Regions from separate parts of the Bombyx mori genome. Here region 1 is linked to region 2. A link is a contact called in public Hi-C data. All regions are on one chromosome and are shown on one strand. Each heading gives the region's core, a stretch centred on a gene start, on an enhancer-like site or on the middle of the called end of the contact. The rest is flanking DNA. Distances are from core to core; before and after follow the strand shown. Region 1 holds the start of LOC101738712 (splicing factor YJU2). Region 2 overlaps LOC101738852 (G1/S-specific cyclin-D3).

Region 1 (4,083 bases), core at 647-3,146, 88 kb before region 2:
CACTACCGTACATAATTTTGTATAAATACAATAAAAATACGAGTATTTAAGGACTACAGATCATTAAATTAGTTACGGTAAACGGTATAAATAATAAGCTATTATAATCTATGGTTACGGTTGACGTAACTTTTAATGCCACGCAAACGGCTCACAATAATAGTAACGGAGACAAAATGAACACTGTCAACGAACGCACGACTTGTTATTTTAGTTGAACGCTTCCGACATGAATATTTTAATCGGTACCATTGGTACATAATTAGATTGATAGAAATAAAATATTAAATATATTTTGATTTGAATTAATTATTTTGAGAAAAATGTCTGTGCTTTCTGTGTACTAAGCGGTAATATATATATATAGATAGAGACCTAATAAAGGGCAACTGTTAAATTGTAATGAACACAACAAGTTGTATTTTATCATAAGTATGGGGGCGCAGAATTGTCCTGGTTGTTTTGATAAGGCGTCATCATCGTCGGTCGTCGTGACTTGTATTTGGCGAAGTAGAAAACAAACTTGTAAATCTGTAGCAGTTTATTTCCTTCCTATCGTCGGTTCACGCTCGACTGCGTACAATACGTACCTTTTTTCTGAGAAGGGTGGAATTTCGTAACAGCGGGTATTGTCCGCCATCACGTATATTTTTAATAGCTCAGTTTTACTGTTAACAAATCATCCTTCAATGTTGCAAACGTTAAGATTTAAATTATGTCACTATTCGTCTTCGTGTCGACATGTACCATTTAACATGCCCATACCATCGTATGACGATACTAAGCTGGACTGCTCCGAGAATGATACCAACTTCACCTTTGAACCATATTGGATGCCACTTGTTGAATTCATCGGTAATACCTGGGACCAATTTTCTAATAGTCACCACTTAGCTCTTTATTATTTAACAAATATTTCATATTCGTCGTCGTGGCCTAAAGGATAAGAAGTCCGGTGTATTCGTATCTAGCGATGCAACGGTGTTCGTTCGGTCGTCATTCAACGGTTCACGTTTGACTTTCACGGTGAAGGAAAAATCAAACCTGCAAAATTATAATTTGCGTGATTATTGGCGGTATAACGTCTTGTGAGGCCGCACAGGTAGGTACCACCGCCCCGCCTACTGCCGTGAAGCAGTAATGCACTTCGGTTTGAAGGATGGGGCAGCCGTTATACAGTAAAAACTGAGATCATAAAACTCCTATCTCATGGTAGGTGACAGTATTTACGTTCTAGATGTCTATGGGCTCCGGTAACCACTTAATACCAGGTGGGCTGTGAGCTCGTCCACCCAACTAAGCAATAAAAAATATATATCTCATGATCATATGAAGTCGTCGTGGCCTAACGGATAAGAGGTCCGGTGCATTCGTGTTGAAGCGATGCACCGGTGTTCGAATCCCGCAGGCGGGTACCAATTTTTCTAATGAAATACGTACTCAACAAATGTTCACGATTGACTTCCACGGTGAAGGAATAACATCGTGTAATAAAAATGAAACCCGCAAAATTATAATTTGCGTAATTACTGGTGGTAGGACCTCTTGTGAGTCCGCACGGGTAGGTACCACCGCCCCGCCTATTTCTGCCGTGAAGCAGTAATGCGTTTCGGTTTGAAGGATGGGGCAGCCGTTGTGACTATACTGAGACCTTAGAACTATATCTCAAGGTGTGTGGCGCATTTGCGTTGTGGATGTCTATGGGCTCCAGTAACCACTTAACATCAGGTGGGCTGTGAGCTCGTCCACAAATCTAAGCAATAAAAAAAAAAAAAAAAAATCATATCATTCAATTCTAATCTATTTTATTTCGTATGGAGAATCCGTAGATACGACGAATGATTTTTTTTAATTGATGACTTGGCTTAAAAGGCCAAAGATCCAGGCCGTTAAATAGTTTAAAATATTGTCATGAGTGTCAAACATTATAAACGTCAAATACAGATAAATAACTAAGTGCTCTTTAATAGAAATAACATTATTTTGTGAATAAAATCATATAATTTGATTGTTTCGTTAAAATGTCGGAACGAAAGGTTTTAAATGTAAGTAATGGTTTCTTGGTTTGTATGCGGGTGATATTGTAACAATTTAAATGATATATGTATAAACCTGCACCATGCAATGTTTCAGAAATATTATCCACCGGATTTCGATCCTTCGAAGATACCTCGTATGAAACTAGCGAAAAATCGTCAATACACAGTCCGACTTATGGCTCCATTTAACATGCGATGTGCTACATGCGGTGAATATATTTATAAAGGCAAAAAGTTCAATGCTAGGAAAGAGGATGTGGAGAATGAAGATTACCTCGGTATTAGGATATATAGGTTCTATATAAAAGTAAGTAGGGCAATGAACAAAACTAAAAAATGAGTTAAACAACCTGTACTAATGTGAATTTTCCATAATATTAAAAATATATATAAATGTTCTATGGTAGCATAAGTCTAATGAAGTGTCCTGTAGAACAAGAATGCTTCTAAAGAGATATATATGTTAAGTAGCATCATTTTATTACACATATGGGTGCATAAGCAGCCTTATGGGCATTAAATAGTGACTAAAGCATGTAGACATCACAATGTGAGTCCTTCCACCTTCACATAAGATATTGCCAAGGCTATATTCCTAGAATTGCTAATTTGCAAATGTGATAAGTGAATACTTCTAATTACATAATTGTTTTACACTCTATGCCTTTTTAGGTCTTTAAAGACAAAATAGGTATCTGCATTGTTCACAATGTGTTTCCACAAACCATTTTTGCAACATGTTTCAATCTGGTAGAATTGACTCAGTATTGTACATTTGAATATTAGTTCTCAAAATAGGTTTAAATATAGTTTATACTTGAAGGTAGTAGCTTTGTTTTGCCTGTTGTATTATACCAATCTTGATGGATACTGGCTATCATTGCCATAATATGATGTGAATTAAAGTTACTTTCAAAATAATTTAATGACTATTTCAAGAGAATACGGAAATCTGTTTTTTTTTATAGAAGAATTGTGTTTATTTGATTGTACCACTGTAGCTTATTCTTTAAGACCTGGTTTAATTTTTAAATATAATTTTATTTCAGTGTACTCGTTGCTTGCAAGAAATATCATTCAAAACAGATCCAAAGAATACCGATTATGAGATAGAAGCTGGTGCTACAAGGAACTTTATGGCATTAAAACTTGCTGAAGAACAGGCCAAGCGTGAAGAAGAAGAGCAAAAAGAAGAAGAAGCCAATAATCCTATGAAGCTATTAGGTAGATACATAAATATAGCCTTGCCGTGATGATTAATCTGTATTTTAGTTTATTTGATTCTCAAATAGATTTGTGGATATACTTTCTTGGCAAGAAATGAAACCTTTTATCAAACAAACCAAATTTTTTTTGCACTTTTACAACTTGTTTTACATACCTGGGCCAGAAAGTAGTTGTATATTTTGGATTTTGGTTTGAAAGGTAGATAGATGACTGATGCAATATACAATTGAAAATTTTACCTCATGTCTTGAAGGTAGCCTTTCCCAAAGTGGGCGATAACGCCCCATTGTGGGCGCTTGCAGGCTTAAAAGGGGGCGGTACGAGTCCCAGAAAAAAATGGGGGCGTTGTGTAGAGGCTTGGGAGGCGATTTGTAATTTCATCTAGGAGGACTCTTAGGCACCAACTGAGCTCTCACTATAGTGGTTTTTAAGTAGATAAAAAATAAGGGCGCTAAAAAAGAATTTATTCTCAAAGTAGGCAGTAGACAAAATAAGTTCAGGTGGGAACCCCTGTCTTAACAACAACAAAAATAAACTGGACATCCCTAACTTTTTTTTATTTATTGCTTAGATGGACTGAGCAAGATATTTTTAATTTGTAATACTGTAATGTAAAAGTAACTAAAATAGAATTGTTTAAACTGCTAAAATGCTAAATTGTTTGTTTAGCCTGACTGCTCAAATGTTAATTGGTCTTGGTCTATAACATTAGTGGGCTTAAGGAAGTATTTTTTAAACTTTATTTGCTTGAAAAAAATAATCATAGAAGTATGAAATAAATAATTAGTATAGTCAACATTAATCCAAAACAGTCAAT
Region 2 (3,803 bases), core at 216-2,715:
CCTTATTTATTACATATCTACCAAAAACTACCAAACTACCTTATCAAAAACTACCAGATTCAATCTTAATTACGAGTTTTATTGGTAACTTCTTTTAATTTTCTACAAGAAGTCATGAAACACATACATCGTGTTTACATATGCGTTTTTAAAATCATTCGAGGATCAAATAATGTATTACGACAATAACGTCGGATAGGCACTATTACTTTTAGTAGGGTTATTACTTTCACTTGTATGCAGTTTTATCAGTTGAACGTAAGGACATGAATTACAATATCGTGCCAGATATAGTACGAGGGCTTGCCAAACTAAGTCCGTGAGAAATATTCAAGTAAGTCGAGCATGCGCTTGCAGGCTGTGGAATGCGGCCGCGAGGGCGGGTGCCGGCTTCTTTGAGCCTACACTCTCCAGACTTGAGTGACAGCCGGTGCAAGTGAGATGGCGAGATTTACCCACAACTACTGGACCGTCTCGAAAAACTATCACGTTTAGGAATGTTCGTTAGGAAAGCTACAATGATAACTAAATTCAGCAATTGAAAGGAAGGCGCCATAACATTGAATGCTTTAATGAATTTTATTTTTAATTGTGGTAGGATCTCTTGTGAGTCCGCGCGGGTAGGTACCACCGCTCTGCCTATTTCTGCCGTGAAGCAGTAATGCGTTTCGGTTTGAAGGGTAGGGCAGCCGTTGTAACTATTCTGAGATCTTAGAACTTATATCTCAAGGTGGGTGGCGCATTTACGTTGTAGATGTCTATGGGCTCCAGTAACCACTTAACACCAGGTGGGCTGTGAGGTCGACCACCCATCTAAGCAATCAAATTTTTTTTTTAGCTAATACGAATTTCTATTGTTACAGATTATGAATTCACGCTGTACTCTTCAAGCACTCTTGCCGCTTGCAGCATCGCTGCTGCACTACGAGGTCTCGAACACGATGGCTACTTATCGAGACTCCAAGAGCTCACGCGCATTGACTTAGTAAGTAATCAATTTTCCCAAGCATTTACTGCGTGCCTAATAATACCTATTAGATAATAATAATAATAATAAAATCATTTATTGCATTTCACATTAAATTAAATAAAATACAAAAAAAAAGAAAACAGAAAAAGGCAAAAGGATGTGGCTCAGCTAATGCTGTTCAAGGCTGATAAATCGAGCAGCGCTGATTTTCAGTCACCCCCGTTTCCCTTTGGTTCTTTGCGGGAATGAAGGCTAGGTACGTGTGTACAGACTTAAAACATGGTATAAACTAGTATAAAAAAATTAAGAAAAAAAAAACCAGAACAATAATCAAATTAAATGGTGAATCCAAAGTCTAAATTTAAATTTCTTTTAGGATTGCCTGCAGACCTGTCTCGAACAGATCGAGGATATGGTGCAAAGTTTGATAGTGGAGCGTGACTCGTGTCCCCCAAACGGCCAGGCGCGAGAAGCGGCGGGCTGGACGCCGCCCCCCGCCCCCCCGCACGACAAGGCGCACAGTAACGCCGCCACACCCACCGACGTCAGAGATGTACACTTCTAAACCTGGACAGGCTCTGTGCCTCCACAATCTAATTAAGTAATCACGAAGCATCAGTACGAAAATACTATAAACTACAACAAACGTTGCCAGATGCATTCGTGACGGCGGACTGATCGATACAAAGACTGACAATCGTATGTCTCTCCTAGTTAATGTACGTATATACTAATTGTGAATACATAACTGTAAGCCTTACGTGCTACTTGTAATTGCCTCTAGTCTGTACGTTCACTAATTATATTATTACTTGCATTGAACGTGACCTTGGTAAGCCTTAATGTACATGCTAGTTAATACGGCTTCAGAAATTGCAATCTACCTCTTATATAATTAAGGACTATCAGTTTCATGCGGCAAATACCCTACGCTTTACCGATAAATTAGCTGTTGTTCATATTATGTGTGTTGAATATTGTTTACGCGGGACCAAAGTTAGATACACGTTTTAATTATTGTATAATAATAATAATATGTTACTGATTTTCTTTGGATGGTATCGGTTTCACTAAATACATTAGTATTATTATAATGTTGACTTATCTTTTATCATCTTCGAATAAAATATACACCCGACATTACGACGCGCTTGTATTTGCCACTTTGAAATTAAAATTGGTACACCTACACACTATCAGAGTTTATTTTATATCGGGGGAAGGCAATAAATTACGCTTGTTCGTTGTAAAAACTAACGTTAGTTTTCATTATTATTTTTTTTGATTATATTTATCTTAGTTATATACAGATTGTATGTATATTATAATACTTTCAAACAAATATATAAACCAGATACTATTATAAAACTAAAACTTATTTGTAGGACGTTGTCTGATAGTAGACGAAGGACTGTTTATTTTTCTAATATTTTGCGTAATTAGTTATTTAGGGATTTTTTTTTGTTCCTTGCAACGAAAGCGTCGGCTCTTTCAGTTTGTATGTTTATGTGATAGGATCAACTTGTTGCTTTGAATTTCGTATTGTAGTCACTTCCAGTCATAATAAGTTAACGTAGATCTAATTTCATTTTCTTTATAGATTGCTGTATAGAAATATGTGATCGTTAAGATGTTTTTTTAGAATAGGATCAATTATTTTAACACCACCTTTATCGTTCCTAAGCGAAAATGCACTAAAATAAACAATGCAATAGTCATGTTCCATTTTATTTGTACTTAATAGTCTACATAGGTAGTTAGAATGATCGTAGAGGTGACTATGTTAATAAAAAAAAATGTGATATACAATGTTCTTAGTTATAGCTATATTGATTTAAGTACGGGTGGTGTATTTCAGGCAGTAATTAAAACGCGGTTACGATAAAAATATAAATGTGCTTTCTTTTATTACGTTAGTAAAATATATGTAAGGTTAATTTATCTGTAAATTGACGTTAATCTAACTGTGCGATTTTTTTATAGCTACGTAAAAACAAAAAAAAACAAAATTATAGCTACGTAAAAACAAAAAAACAAAATTATAGCTACGTATAAACAAAAAAAAATCACTCGATGTCTTCCACAAAAGCGAATCAGGTCAAACAACAGCTTATAGACTTGATACATATTTAGTGATCTGTTATGTGTATAGGATATTAGTTGTAAATGTATATATTCGTAAAATTTACATTAGGGTGTGCTGTAAGCATGTGGTGCCATAAGTTACACTGCTATATTTTTATTCTCTAAAACGGAATACGATTCATTACTTACACGTACCTAACTAAACCATCATAAAGTATATTTGGACATTTGTAATTATTTATTCGGTTATGTAATCCAAAATTCAATTGCATTTAGTGCGTTATGCACATTGACATAAAGTTGCATTCACTTTAATGTAAGATTATGTATAATATAGGACAAAAATTGTGGGAAAATATACGCATTACGAAGTTAGTCTTGTTTAATGCTTAGTTTGCTTTCGGACTGGCTTATTTTGAAGTAGTTTATAGTTTAGTTTATGCTTAATGAATTAAAAAAAAAGTAAGTGAAAAGTATCCCTTTTCCTGTGATTATAAAATGATTATGAAAGGAGCAACGAAGCTCAGACTTGGTGATTGAATGCGACGTCGCCGAGAACGTCATAGAAAAGTTATATTTATATTATATAAGACAAATTCTAATTATAATTTAGTGACTTTTAAAACGATATGTTAAGTACATTGATTTCATATGTGATTATTAAAGTTTCTCTTTGGATTATAAGGACGACGAGCTGTCGAGATGTAAATATATTGAATATAAAAAGGACAATAAAATTTTGAAAATT

The links. Hi-C and Micro-C count contacts between places; a contact is called where the count stands out from the background.
Region 1: a contact with region 2 is called in a Hi-C map of midgut, with 1.7 times the contacts expected there. The contact joins the promoter of LOC101738712 here to the enhancer-like site in region 2. A contact is called at or near these places in 2 of 7 Hi-C or Micro-C datasets (midgut and an unstated tissue).

What each region holds. Positions count from the first base shown.
Region 1 is chr13:6,615,923-6,620,005 of ASM3026992v2, reverse strand. It overlaps LOC101738712 (splicing factor YJU2), which reads left to right and starts at 1,896. Exons shown (of 5, transcript XM_004927872.5): 1 at 1,896-2,045; 2 at 2,134-2,346; 3 at 3,089-3,263. The coding sequence starts at 2,022. It overlaps Mir3255 (microRNA mir-3255), which reads left to right and starts at 2,855; the gene lies at 2,855-2,956.
Region 2 is chr13:6,527,848-6,531,650 of ASM3026992v2, reverse strand. LOC101738852 (G1/S-specific cyclin-D3) reads left to right here. Exons shown (of 5, transcript XM_004927873.5): 4 at 864-985; 5 at 1,347-3,803. The coding sequence ends at 1,535. Among protein-coding and RNA genes, the nearest start is that of LOC134199969, 14 kb to the left of the region's middle. Within about 2 kb of position 1,465, at least 6 of the 8 cell types and tissues checked have open chromatin away from gene starts, as enhancers often do.